Regions from separate parts of the Mus musculus genome. Here region 2 is linked to region 1. Evidence: chromatin contacts called from public Hi-C data. All regions are on one chromosome and are shown on one strand. The core of a region is the stretch at or near the end of the contact, and the rest is flanking DNA. Distances in the headings are between cores, read along the strand shown. Region 1 overlaps A1cf (APOBEC1 complementation factor). Region 2 has its middle 10 kb from the start of Gm36419.

Region 1 (7,066 bases), core at 2,777-5,276:
TAATGATTATGTAATATATAATTACATATTTTGATACATACTTTACATATATTATGTAATTATGTAATATAGCTAAGAATTAAGCTGATAAACTCAGGCTGACTTCCTATGTTCAAACTCTGCCTTCTCTATATAACTGCCTTATGACCTCAGCAAATTCCTCTCTGACCTTTTATCTTCTATAAAATGTCACTATTATGGCTCCTGGATCAACTACTGCTCTAGGGCCAGGATACTATGCATGCAGGAGCTGATGTCTGGGTATTAGCTGGAAAACCAAAAAATAAAACTTTGGCAATCTTCACAAATGTCAAATTGATATGTTTAGAGAACTCTTGGATGGGCTATAGATGCCACATTCTTGGCAGGGGTATACTTTTTGTTGTTGTTTTACTAAAAACATAAAAAATCATCATTTCTCTGGTTTTTTAGTGATATCAAGATTTGGCTACTATGGTAAGACTATAGGGTAAGGAATTACAAGTACTCTATAGGTGAAGCTTTGAAGATTTTAGTAAGATGAAGCCTGCCCAATCGCTTGAAGCAGAAATGTAACCCAGGCATCCTTTTGTCTTATCAGTTAAAGCAACATCAAATACAATACCAAGAATACAAAGGTGAACCTGATTTCAGACACCTTTTGAAATACTGCAATCCAGAGAACATTAGGGCAGACTCTGAACAAATAATGTCTAAAGTTAGCATACACTGAGAGTAAAAGTGGTATTACAAGCTGATTCACTTTTATTCTAAACAATAAACAGTCACCCCACAAAACAATATCTTTAAACTAAAACATACGTCTTAAGAGTGTACATAGAAAACATTTGGAAAGGCAGACTGAAGTTTCTACCAGTAATTACTGTTGAGGACGGGTAGGGTGATACATTGGGGTGTTTTTCTTTCTATTTTGTATATTATATTTGTTATTCAACACCATGCATCCTGGCACAAAACTGCCTAATGGATTGATGGTGAGTTTTGTGGTGAATGCCAACATTTAGCCCCTTTAATAGTCATGATAAAACGTGATGGTCTAGTGTTCTGACTGTGCTGATGTGCAATGTGGCTTATCTTCCCCCAGCAAATGAACTGCAGCATCAAGTAGCACTGGATTGTGCCCAAACTTTGGTCTTTAAACCCCTAGGAAAACAGATCATTGGAGGAAAAAGCCAGTATCATTCTTCTCCCAAAAGACCCTCTATTAGGTCAAGAGAGAAAAATAGAAGTCAGCTCTATTTGGACTGAGAAAGTTGTGGTTCCTCACATAAAGCGACAACATTAGGAAACATATCCTACTATCCTTCAGAAACATACTTAAATCCCTCAGCAGCTATCCCCAAAATTAGCCAGTTCACATCTCCCAGTGTTGATCTTCATGTTTTTATATTTAGAGGGTCTCTCCATTGCCTGGCTTGCCCTAGGAAAGAAGGGAAAAGAGGAATTAGTAACAGCTGAGCATTGGCCAAGAGCCAAGCCTTGCCTATTTGATGTAGGTTACCCTCTTGACAAAGGCCACTGCTGCCACTACTTTGCACATGAGGAAACTAAGGTGCTGAGAGACTGTCATTTACCTAAAGTCCCTAAGCTAGTGAATAATGAATGAAGTCAAAACTATCCAGTCTGACAGTGCTTGCTTCTACACACAATTCTAATGTTAAATCAGAGCCCAGATGTCAATTGTAATTGACCACTTGATAATCTGCCTTTGAGACATTCATACAACAATAGGACAAACTATCTCCTTAATTGTTAAGCAGCTAGGACTCAGTTAAGGGTTCTACCACAGTAAAATGAAATGACAAAGTGTATAAATTTCTTAAAAGACAAAATACAGCGCCACAGACTTTGACTCTCCAGAGCTATGGTGGGTTCTGAGTCACTCCTCAGTATTAGGGCGCATACTCCCACGTTGTAATTAATAAGGAATCATGGAAATATATCTTTGAATAACTACTATTCTTCAGTACTTTACGTGTCAGCCGTGCTTACCTTGGGCAAGCTTTTGAAGCAGAAAAGTGCTGCATTGAGGCATAAGCAAATCTTTTTATATCCTAGATAATCAATTATTGTTACTTGACAATCTCAAATATTTCCCAAAATAGTCCTTAGCTAAAATGATTTTTACAAATGAGGAAAATGAACTAAAGATTTTGTTGTTTTCTTTTCTCCCTCATACACCATTCCTCCCTGAACACACAGGAAAATGGACAAAGGAAGTATGGTGGCCCTCCACCAGGCTGGGATTCTACACCCCCAGAAAGGGGCTGCGAGATTTTCATTGGGAAACTTCCCCGGGACCTCTTTGAGGATGAACTCATACCATTGTGTGAAAAAGTGAGGCTAAATTTAATTTCTTTTTTCAGGAGAAAAATATCATTCTCTTTAGTTTGCTCTGACTGGTTTTCGCCTTTCTTTATATCTCTGTGTATGATGCATGTGTATTGTGTGTGTGTGTGTGTGTGTGTGTGTGTGTGTGTGTGTGTGTGTGTGTTTATGCTCATGTGTGTGAGTGTGGATGCAAACCTCATGCACATGTGCAGAGGCCAGAGGACAGCACCCAGTATCTGCCATCACTTTCTCTTATGTTTGAGTCGGGGGTTTCTTATCGTTCACTGCTGTACATGCAAGGCTAGCTGACTTCCAGATTTCTCCCGTCTCGGCATCCTGGCTCTCTGTAGAAGCCCTGGGATTGCAGATGTGTGCTACTGCAACTGGCTTTACATACATCCTCCTGTTTGTAAGGCAAGCACTTTGCCCAGTGTGCCATCTCTCCAGTGCCCAGTTTGATGGTTCTCTCCTAAGTCCACACATCAAGTATGGACAGTGTTAAAATCTTCCCTGACATCAATGACTGTCCCCTTATATTAGCACCTCTTTGCCCAGCTCTTTGTCCTGTTGAGCTGATGAATTGAATAACCACCGCTGACAACTTTCAAATTCATATCTCTTCCTCCAATCTCAGGGCTGGCAGCTGAACCACTGCAAATTCAATGTATCTAACAATACAAAGCAGAGTAGCATTCTGCCAACAACAAGATATTGCTCCAATTTGACATCTTACCACGACTTTATAAAGAACAGTATTTCATATAAAAATTAATGTATGCTTGTCATGGCTTAAATATGTATCTGTATACAGACATAAAAGTTTCTTCTGCAAGTAGAATTGATTATCTTATTAATGCAATGAACAGATTAAAAACATGTTACTCAATGTCCTTAAGAGCAAGGTTACTCAATGTCCTTAAATGATTACTAAGGAATATATTTCCCTACTTCCAATACTTTACCAGGTGCATATTTTCAGCCCAAACACTTAATATGAGGATTTGGCTCTTCCCCTACATGATTAAAAAAAAAAAAATCAATTGTCAGCATGTGTAGTCTCAGAACCGGAACCCCTGGTTTTATACACAGAATCCTAGCTGTCATACTAAAACTCCGGAAAAACAGGTAAAAACTGTGCTCATCTTACAGGAAGAAGAAACGAATCCTTCTCAATGAGTCCTTTGGAGTTCAGTAGAGAAAGGCTACACAGAAAGCAGCCAAGCACTGAAGTATTGTGCAGGCTTAATGGCATCTCTTCCCATATGCCTATTGTTTACATTTGGACCACCCTGCTTACAAAAGCTAGGGGCAATAAACTGCTTAGCCTGTATTACTCAGGATAGTTGGGAGTATAGAGGAAGAGTAAGGGCAAGCAGGGTAGATGGAGAACAAGTATCCTTTCCTCTGTGGTTCCAATCCTCTACCAGCTGCTAGCACTCCTAGAGTAAGGGCAAGCAGGATAGCTGGAGAACGAGTCCCCTTTTCTATGAGGTTCTGATCCTCTATCAGTTGTATTGAGGCTAGCATTCCTTTTCATCCTAGAAACTGCTCAAATAAGAGTGCTCCCCAGGCCACCTATGAAATACACTGTATGCATTCTGACATCATCGCAGTGGGGAAAGTACAGCCAGGAAGTTAGGTTAGCAAGGTCCCAAAACGAGTACCCTCGTTTCCTGTTATAAATGTCAGTGACAGAGCATAGCCAAGTAAAGGTCGAAGCATGGAGACGTTAGAGAACAACTCAGAAGGCATGGGCAAATCTACCAGGAAACTGTGCTTCCGGTGACAAATGCATTTTTGGGTCCCCAAGACATTACATAAATTTCCAGATACTTGTATGACAAAGGTCATTTGCTCTGCCAAAAGTACATTCTGTTAGCTGAGGCTGAAATGCCATTTGTCTATATTTTCTTTATTTAACTCGGCTTTTCCCATGAGTTAGATAATTAATCTAAAGCCAGCATAAAAGTATGCAAACCATTCCCCATGGATACAAATGCCAAACATGGCAGGAGGCAGTTTGGCAAGTATGGAGTGTGTTTCTGTGTGTGTGTGTTTCGGTGTGTGTTTCTGTGTATGTGTGTGTGTGTGTGTGTGTGTGTGTGTGTGTGTGTGGTGCATGTGTTTACGCACATTTGGGAGAATAAATATGTAAATAAGAATGTTCTGTTTCTATTCATTACAGATTGGTAAAATTTATGAAATGAGATTGATGATGGATTTTAATGGTAACAACAGAGGCTATGCATTTGTAACATTCTCAAATAAGCAGGAAGCCAAGAATGCAATCAAGCAACTTAATAATTATGAAATTCGGTAAGTTCCTGATCTGCTTGACACAAGCTGATCCTAAAGCTTCACCTGCACCTGCTTCATATCAAGATAGCATACATGTGTAAGCTAGCTAAACTAGGAATAAAATGCTACATCTTTCTTCGTTAAAAACGGTCTGGTTAAACATTTATTTAATCTCATTACTGAATGAGCCATAAAACCCACAGAGACAAAATTTATTAATTAACTAATTTCATTAATACGTTCTGAATACTCTTCCAGATATTAGAAATATATCAAGATATCCTCTGTTCCCATAGAACACAAATACAAAAGATTAAATAAATAACTCGCAAACATAAAACCGAGGAGGGGTAAGATTGTGCGGAGAGAATGCTACTTGAATTTGTTGGTTTTAAGAAAATACTCTATGAAAAAGGCAAATTTGATCTGATGTTTAGATGAAAAATTCAGTCAAGACAGTCAGACCCTAAACAAGGTTATTCAAAGAAAAGAGAAAGCAGCAAATGGCAAGTACAAAAATCCTAAAATTGAAACAAAATTGATGTGTGATGTGTTTGAAAGACAAGAAGAAAAATCCAGGAGGGGGAAAAGAAAAAAAAATGGTTAAAGGTGGGACAGTTGGAGAACATTGGTCCCTGCTGGAGAATCTGATCTCATTTACATAAAGACCTGGAACTGGAGGAGAATTTTAAGTGGCTTTATGATTTTAAAGCATGGTTACAGCTGCTGGCTACACAGCCAACTACAGTAGAGCAGGACCCGAAAGAGGGAAACTGTGTCAAAGGCTGAGGCACATTCTAGATCCAGACAAGGAATGACAGTGACTCAGTGAGTGACCACAAGCAAATGGGACAAAAAGGATTAAGAACTAGATATCCTGAAGGCAGGGGAGGGGCGAACAGGATGACTCCATATCACATTCAGAATTTGGGCAAATAACATGGGATTTGATTCCAAGCATCTGTGAAAGAGGCTATTCCATTGGGAAAGAGAGACTAGGGGAGAGAAGGAAGCGTGCGAAGTGTCCTCGTTGAGGTATTTGACCTTAAAGATGCACATCAGACACCTCAGGCAAGATACAGTGCAACTGTATGAGAGTAGAGGCAGGAGGAGGGTCACAGTTATAGCATTCTGCAGCATTGTAAACCATGAGACCACAGGAGGGCATGACCGATGATGTATAACCAATAATCTGTTTCTATAAGACCATTTTTCTTTAAAAACAAACAAACAAGAAAACACCACCAGGGATAAAACCTGTAATAAATCCTTTCTTAAAGAGACCCTGGACCACCTGGGAGGGCGAGGAACAGCCATGCAACAGCTAAGTCTTTGGGCCAGCCAAGCTTCACTCAAGGGCCAGCAAGTAGTTGCTTCTTTGTGTCTCAATTTCATTTCTTTATGTATGAGTATGTATATGTGCGCTGAGTGTGCATGTGTGCGCATGTACATATGTACCTGCATAGTCCAGAAAAGGATCCCTGATCTCCTGTGTCTGGACATAGCAGGTGGTTTTGAGCTGCCCTACATGGATGCTGGGAGCCAAATTGGGTCCTTTGCAAGAGCAGTACGAGCTTCAACTATTGACCCATCTTTCCAGCCCCAACTCTCATCTATAAAGTGGAGATTATATCCATTTCCCAGATTTGATTGTAAAGATAAGTCAAAGAGTTTTGAAAACTTAGTGCACTATTTAGGACATAGTAGCCATCAGATGATAAAACTTATAACAGTTCAACTCCAAGATTCAGTTTCCATATTAATCCCTTTTCTGTAATGTGGACAAACCTTAAAATTCCTGGAATCTTAACTTGGATGGCCACAGACAGAGTGGCCTCCTCTCTAGTATTTCCCTACTTCTTATATGAAAGTACATTGCCTCACAATGCATCTTCATGTCCTGGGAAGGAATTAACAGCTAGCTCAGTTTTCTTCAACTCTTTAGCTACATGTAGAATGACTGGGTGTGGCAACCTTTAACTGCCTAAGCTGGTCAGTTCCAAGGCTGGATTCTAGAACAGTTTGAGAGAAAGCACAAGTAGGCCTCCTCTCCTCTGTGGAACTAAAAAAAATCTGTGTGGTATGCAGAAAACTGGATATCCCAATCAGGAGACCTGGGGGCATTTTCCCCTTTGGTAAAGCCTTTGACTTCTTAGAACATCGCTTTTATCCTTGTACTTGATCATATCACACAGAGATTCTGTAAATATCATACAAAAATAATATACACCGACAAATTCAGAAAAGGCTTTGCAAAACTGTCATTTAACTTGCTTTATAAAAATCACTTTAGGGAAGTGGGGTCGCGTCAGCGAGCCTGTGTGGCGGGAAACCTGGGGACGCGACTCCAACCCCAAGCACAGCCAACCCAAGGGCTGCCCCTTTTTCCCCCGCGTGGTCTGCTCCTCTAGTTCACCTAAGGATAATGGTGACAGCT
Region 2 (7,066 bases), core at 1,461-3,960, 620 kb after region 1:
ATGTCTGGTGCGTTCCTTTTGTCTGCACCTAGGCCTCCACCTGGCTCCTGGCAGAGTGGATTGTTATGAATCTGGATAATCCTATGCTGAACACATTCCTGTTTCTCAAGGGAGGCAGCTCGTCATGTCCCACAGCAGAGCGCACAGGTGCTGGCTACCTCACTCCTGAGTGTTGTGTGCAAACGGCTTGTTTTTTTATTTCCTAGTTGGTATTAGCTTCTAATTTTCTTCCTTCCTTTCCTTTGTTCCTTCCTTCATTCCTTCCTTTCTTATTTTTTCTTTAAACCTGGGCCAAATGACAGCCGAATGTCAGGAACTTGGACTTTAGAAAGCCGAAGTTGTGCTGTAGTGGCCTCAACCAGCAAAATCACTGCTTTCCGACCCAGTTCAGAGGCCTGGGCAGCGGAGGTCAGCTCCCTCCTTCTGGCTGCCACTGGACAACCAGCCACACCAAGCACAGCTTTCTCTCCTGGCTTCAGTTCTCACCGTCCCTCAAAGAAAACAGGGAGGGCCAGGTTCAAAGCCAGGAACTGAAGAAGAGAAAGCTGGAGTCCTGGCAGAGGACGGGGCTCATCTGAGGGGCTCACCACCAACTACAGGCTTGAATTCTGGGAATTTGCCTTTAAAGTTGAGTAGGCTTTCCACATGTGCAAGGGCCTGTCACGTAACAGACGCTCAAGGAGATGTATGTGCTGGGTGAATTGGATGAGTTACATTTCGGCACCCACACAAAGTGGCTGTTCTTGGTTCTGTCTTTAGGACTAACAGTCCTGTGGCTTGCTCGAACATTCATCTCCAGAGAATGCTTGTGCCAGCTGAGTGCCAAGTGAGGCCCACATGTTGCCTGGAATAAGTTGGTTCGTCAATATATTTATAGTGTTCCCTCCTTCCCTCGTTCCCTACATACCTTTGTTCTTCTTTTTTTTTTTTTCCTGTTAAAATTATCAAACCAACAGGTGTGGCTTCAAAAGGCTGAAGCTGATGATCCAGCCCCAGGCCTGCATTTATCCACGTGAGAAGAGGTCTTTTTATTATTATTATTATTATTATTATATTTTCTTTTTTTACATTTCAAATGTTATCCCCTTTTCTGGTTTCCCCTCCGAAAACCCCTTATCCCCTCTCCCCTCCCCCTGCTCACCAACCCACCCACTACTGCTTCCTGGTCCTGACATTCCCCTACACTGGGGCATAGAGCCTTCACAGGCCCAAGGGCCTCTCCTCCCATTGATATCCAACAAGGCCATCCTCTGCTGCCTATGCAGCTGGAGCCATGGGTCCCTTCATGTATACTCTTTGGTTGGTGGTTTAGTCCCTGGGAGCTCTGGGGGTACTGGTTGGTTCATATTGTTGTTCCTCCTAGGGGACTGCAAACTCCTTCGGCTCCTTGACTGACAAATACAGAGGTAGATGCTTGTAGCCAACCATTGGACTGAGCACAGGGTCTCCAAGGGAGGAGCTAGAGAAAGGACGCAAGGGGAAGAGGTCTTCTACATGGCCAGCCCAGATCCTCAGGCTGGCAGAAGCTGGGGGGGAGGAGGGGGGTCACAGTCTCCCAGCAGACATTGCCTGGTCTTTGTGCTGCTGCTGCTGCTGCTATCTCCCTCAACAGTGTCAAGTTAGAAGGCGTCCAAAACAACTGGAAGAAGAAGACAGAAGCATTTGAAGTCTCGAGTTCTTGTCATCCATTTTTTTTTTGTCTACTCATCTCTGTTCCTTTTTTTTTTTTAAGATTTATTTATTATATGTAAATACACTGTAGCTGTCTTCAGACACACCAGAAGAGGACATCAGATCTCATTACAGATGGCTATGAGCCACCATATGGTTTGCTGGGAATTGAACTCAGGACCTTTGGAAGAGCAGTCAGTGCTCTTAACCACTGAGCCATCTCTCCAGCCCCCATCTCTGTTCCTTTTTAATAGGACTTCAATTATTCATGGAAATCTGTCAGTGGAAAAGCCGTGGTCAGAAGCTAAAATGCTCTCTGTGTACATATTAACTTACTGATCATCTATGTAGCACTGAGAAGCAAAGAAGAAAGCAAGAGGGGCCAGTGCACTGGGTGCCTCCTGTGTGCAGGTCCGTACATAGGCTGACCTGTTCTTCTACAGTCCCATCAGTCCTCACCGTAGTCTATGAGGTAGACACACTCCTGTCATTTGCATTTATAGCTGAGGAAAAAGGGGCTGAGTGAGAAGGACCTTGTCTGGAATCAAGAAAGGTCAGGTGTAGGAGACAGATCACAGCCGTCTGGCTGGAGCCCGTTTTCAAGCATTGCATATCCCTCCAGCCGGCACTTGTGTGCATTCTGCGGCCAGTCTGCCTGCTTCTGGGATGGAAAGACATCCCTCTGAATCAGAGAGCAGAACCATGCTGGAGGCTTGATGTTTGGTATTCTACTGATAGACTTCTGTTTGACCCCCAAGCTTTGCATGGGGTTCAGTGACACAGCAAACTGCAACAGTCATTTCTCAGATGTGACAGGATACATTGGGTATGCCGCTGTGTAGGTTTGCACTCTGCATTTTACCTTAGGAGAGAGCAGGGCCACTGGGTTTAGCCATCGTCTGTGCCAATAGAAATCATCTAAATCCGGCACTGTTTTTAATCATTCCTAAACCACTTATTGATCAGCACAAATGGCCATCTCTTGTGGCATGTTATGTTTCCTTTTGGAATGGGTGTTGGCTTAATAATTGTTTTTATCTGCAAGGTTTCAAAAGGAAAGCCAAAGAACATAAGTCAAAGGACAGCCAGAGAGAATGGAGTGTTCCTTTCCTTAGCAAACAAATGCTTTACTGCCTAAAAATAAGTCTCAGTCCAGAATGATAAGCAGTTCAGCCAAGGGACAAGAGTCCCGTATCTCTTTTTAATTAGCCAATTAGGTCTGTCCGTCCATAAATGAGAGAAGATGAGAGAAGTCCTGTATTCATTATAATTACAAGTAACTTTGAGATGACCTTTTTAACTTTTTGGAATAAAGTCAAAAAAAGAGTAGTATCCTTGTGGGCAGAGCACGTGTATCTTTAGCAGTTAGAGTTACTGTACTTCCACATGAAATTGACTTTTAAAAATGGCTTGTTCAAAGTTTACTGAGCCACAGCTCAGGCTTCTTCATTTCTTCATCCTTGCCTTCGGTTATTTATGAATGTGAACTAAGGCTGATTCATCTTCAGATGCTTCGTTCAAGGTAATGATGCAATAGTACAAGTTACAACTGTGTCAAAGGTCACAGAAAAATAGCAACCAAAATGCAATTCATAAAGTCGTTCCCAAATTCAATAATGGAAGGATTATGGTTTCTGTGAGCAAGGCCAGTTTTTAATACCTGCTCTCTAAGGATGTTCTTCATAGACAGAAAACCACTGTCCCTAGTCAGTACACCCCTACCTGATTTAGCATCTGATGCCAAGAGCTCATTCCTCAATGAACTCGTCCATATTAGGCACTGGAAACCTAGGAGATGGGTCCTTTTTCAGAATGCCCATGGCCTTCCAGAGACACAGACACCTTGGAAGATGATTGCTATGCTGTGCAAATGCTGCGGTAATGATGGCGTTTAGAGAACTTTCTCCTTGGGGTGGTCAGTGCACACTTCACAGGGCACCTGGTGGGCTTAGCTACAAAGGTCAAGAGTTGGTCACCAGGAGAGAGCTATAAAGGTCAGGTGTCAGTCACCAGGAGAGAATAGCATGTGGTGCTGAGTTTCAGCAGGGCAAAGAGCTGTGTTTTGTGAACAAAAAATGTATAAAAAGTATAAAAACAGTTGCTTTTGTAGTTGGACCACTCTGACTCCTGATTCTACTGCATAGCAGTTATCTATCCTTGACATCATTGCCACAGTGTATTCATATAAATAAAATAAATAAATCTTTTTTTAAAAAGAGGAAGCAGGGCTGGAGAGATGGCTCGGTGTTTAAGAGCACTGATTGACTGCTCTTCCAGAGGTTCTGAGTTCAATTCCCAGCAACCACATGGTGGCTCACAACCATCTGTAATGGGATCTGATGCCCTCTTCTGGTGTGTTCTGAAGACAGCGACAGTGTACTTAAATACATACATACATACATACATACATACATACATATATAAATAACTCTTTAAAAGGACATAATGAATATTTTGTACAGCTTTCTATGAGAAACAAAAGACACACCAAGTAAACACCTATTACAAGTAAGAGTCAGGGTTAGGAACTAAAACACAAGACACCCATTTAAATTTTATTATTAGGAAATAATCTTTAAGCATAAGTGTGACCTAAATACATGGTAGCTTTACCAAATAATTATTTCTTATTTATCTGAAATTCAAACCTAACTGGTACCTTGTAGTACTTGTCTAGATAACAATAAGCGAACCCTGTCTTAAGTTGGTATGATCAGTATTCTCATACTAGGAAGTAAAAAAGAGTTTTCAACAAAAGAACAGACTTTGCACAACGTGTATATAAAAGGGACTTATGTAAAGGGTACCTATTAGTGTAAGAATTTCAAAAGTTTCTCCAAGAATAAGGAGCATATTATCTTAAAAAGAATTTTCTTCAAGTTGGTTGGTAGCACCAACAACAACAAAAACAGGTCAGGTCACATTTGTAAGAACTAGGTCACGGCAGCAGGATCCAAAATATGGCACGAACCTAGAAATTTTCAGCAGACTGAAAACATATAGTTGTTGGCTGATAGCACAGCCAGCTCTCAATTCCTTGGCTGATGGTAGATGCTACAGGTTCATTTTGCTACAAGTCAGTCCAGCAGCTTTAGTCAGTGCCTGAGATTGGAGAGAAGATCAGAGAAGGATGGGTCCCCTCCCGACCAGAGAAGAAGCAGTAAGTAACATGTGCTTGCTACTATGGCCTCACTTCCTGGACCATGTTCCATGGAGGTAGGTTGGTTACACCACAGCATCCCCGATACCTGGCAAACAGGAGGGTCCATTTGTCATTTGTAAATGAATGAATCAGAGTGGGCTGGGCTCACCATGAGAGGTTTGATGAAACTCAGCCTAATATGGGCCTGAAAAGATCTGGCTGAGCAGGAAATCATGGTCCTCTTCCTTATCACCAATGCACCGGCATTTACTGGGAACCAGGCACTGCGCTCCGTGGTAATTCTACTCAGACTTTCAGTAGCCCTTAAAAGTGTAGATCTAGCCAGACTCAGACCCATTTTTTATTCTGCAAATCAGTATAAGCAGCATCTCTGGGAGAGCTTTCTTAGTCAGCCTACCAAAGAGCACTTCTTCAGCTGCTCTACCTCAGCCTCTGTCCTTTCTGAAGGCTTAAAGTGGATTTATTGACTATTTCTGCTCTGTCTGCCTACAGTCCAGAGGTGCAGGAGCTATTGTGCTTTCAACACCCATCAGCCAGCTTTTTGCCTGGCACTCAGTAAGGACCTGATCAATGTTTATCAGCCATGCACTTTATTTTCTGTCTGTACAGAACACTGCAGCTTTAGAAAAGGAAAGCAACAATCATATACACACAGAAGCACACACATATATACACAGAAGCACACACATATACACACCCAAACATATACTCATAAACACCCATACACACAAACACACAAATACACACATATACACAGAAGCACACACATATACACACACAAACATACACTCATAAACACCCATACACACAAACACACAAATACATATACACAGAAGCACACACATATACACACCCAAACATACACTCATAAACACCTACACACACAAACTCATAAACACCCATACATACAAACACACACAGACATGTACAAATATACATACACACATATATACACAGGCAGATACACACATACCCACATACATATACACACAAGCACACACACATGTATACATACATACATATACATACAAACACACATACACACATAAACACACACAGACATGTACAAAAATACATACACACATTTACACACATATATACACAGGCAGATACACACATATACCCACATACATAGACACACACATATACATACAAACACACATATACACACAAGCACACATACAAACACATACAAGCAGACATATATACACACACACAAATAAATATACCATCTCAGGACAACCATGAAGGTCTCACTCCACAGACACCAGATCCAAATATCTGGAGTATTTCTGTGAAATTCATGGATCTTTGTTTCTTCTTTCTTGTCTTTTACAAGTTTGTGTTTGAGTGTGACACACCACCGAAGAGGAAAGTATCAGTGAGCACATATCCCTATAAGGAGCCATTAAAGTCCTTTATGGAACTCTGAAGGATAACTGTTGTGGTTTGCATATAGAATGGCCCGAAGTGGTCTGTGCTGGAAGCTTGTTTGCTCCTCAGCTGGTGGTTCTCTTGAGAGGCGATTGGCTCATGAGGGCACTGGCCTCATCAATAGATTAGTCCATTGATGGGTTAATAGCTGAATGAGCCGCCAGGAGGTGGGTCAGGCCATAGAACATGTCTATGGAGGATATTTCTTGTCCCTGACTGCTTCCTGGCTGTAGTGAGAGGAACAGTCTCCTGGTCACATGCTCCTGCCGCCATGGTACCCTGCCTTATCACAAGTCCATTACAATGCTCTCATCTGCTTGCAGCCCCATAGGAGGAACAACAATATGAACTAACCAGTACTCCCAGAGCTCCCAGGGACTAAATCACCAACCAAAGAGTACACATAGAGGGACCCATGGCTCCAGCTGAGAATGGCCTTGGACATCAATGGGAGGAGAAGCCCTTGATCCTGAGAAGGCTTGATGCCCCAGTGTAGGAGAATGCCAGGACAGGGAAGCAGAAGTGGGTGGGTTGGTGAGCAGGGGGAGGGGAGAGGGGATAAGAGGTTTTCGGAGGGGAAACCAGGAAAGGGGATAACATTTAAAATGTAAATAAAGAAAATATCTAATTAAACAAACAAACAATGGTCTCATCCACTGTGGAACGACACCTTCAGATTGACTAGATAACATAAGTTATTTTCTTCTACAGATTGATTTGTTCAGGCATTTTGTAACAATGGCAGAAGGCATCAACACAAAGACATTTTTTCTTGCCTGCAATCTTCCAACTAAAGCT

The links. Hi-C and Micro-C count contacts between places; a contact is called where the count stands out from the background.
Region 2: a contact with region 1 is called in a Hi-C map of bone marrow-derived macrophages, with 10 read pairs.

Annotation. Positions count from the first base shown.
Region 1 is chr19:31,906,590-31,913,655 of GRCm38.p6, forward strand. It overlaps A1cf (APOBEC1 complementation factor), which reads left to right. Exons shown (of 12, transcript NM_001081074.2): 3 at 2,203-2,337; 4 at 4,517-4,647. It also overlaps the pseudogene Gm19241. Among named protein-coding and RNA genes, the nearest start is that of A1cf, 41 kb to the left of the region's middle.
Region 2 is chr19:32,529,746-32,536,811 of GRCm38.p6, forward strand. No RefSeq gene overlaps it. Among named protein-coding and RNA genes, the nearest start is that of Gm36419, 10 kb to the right of the region's middle.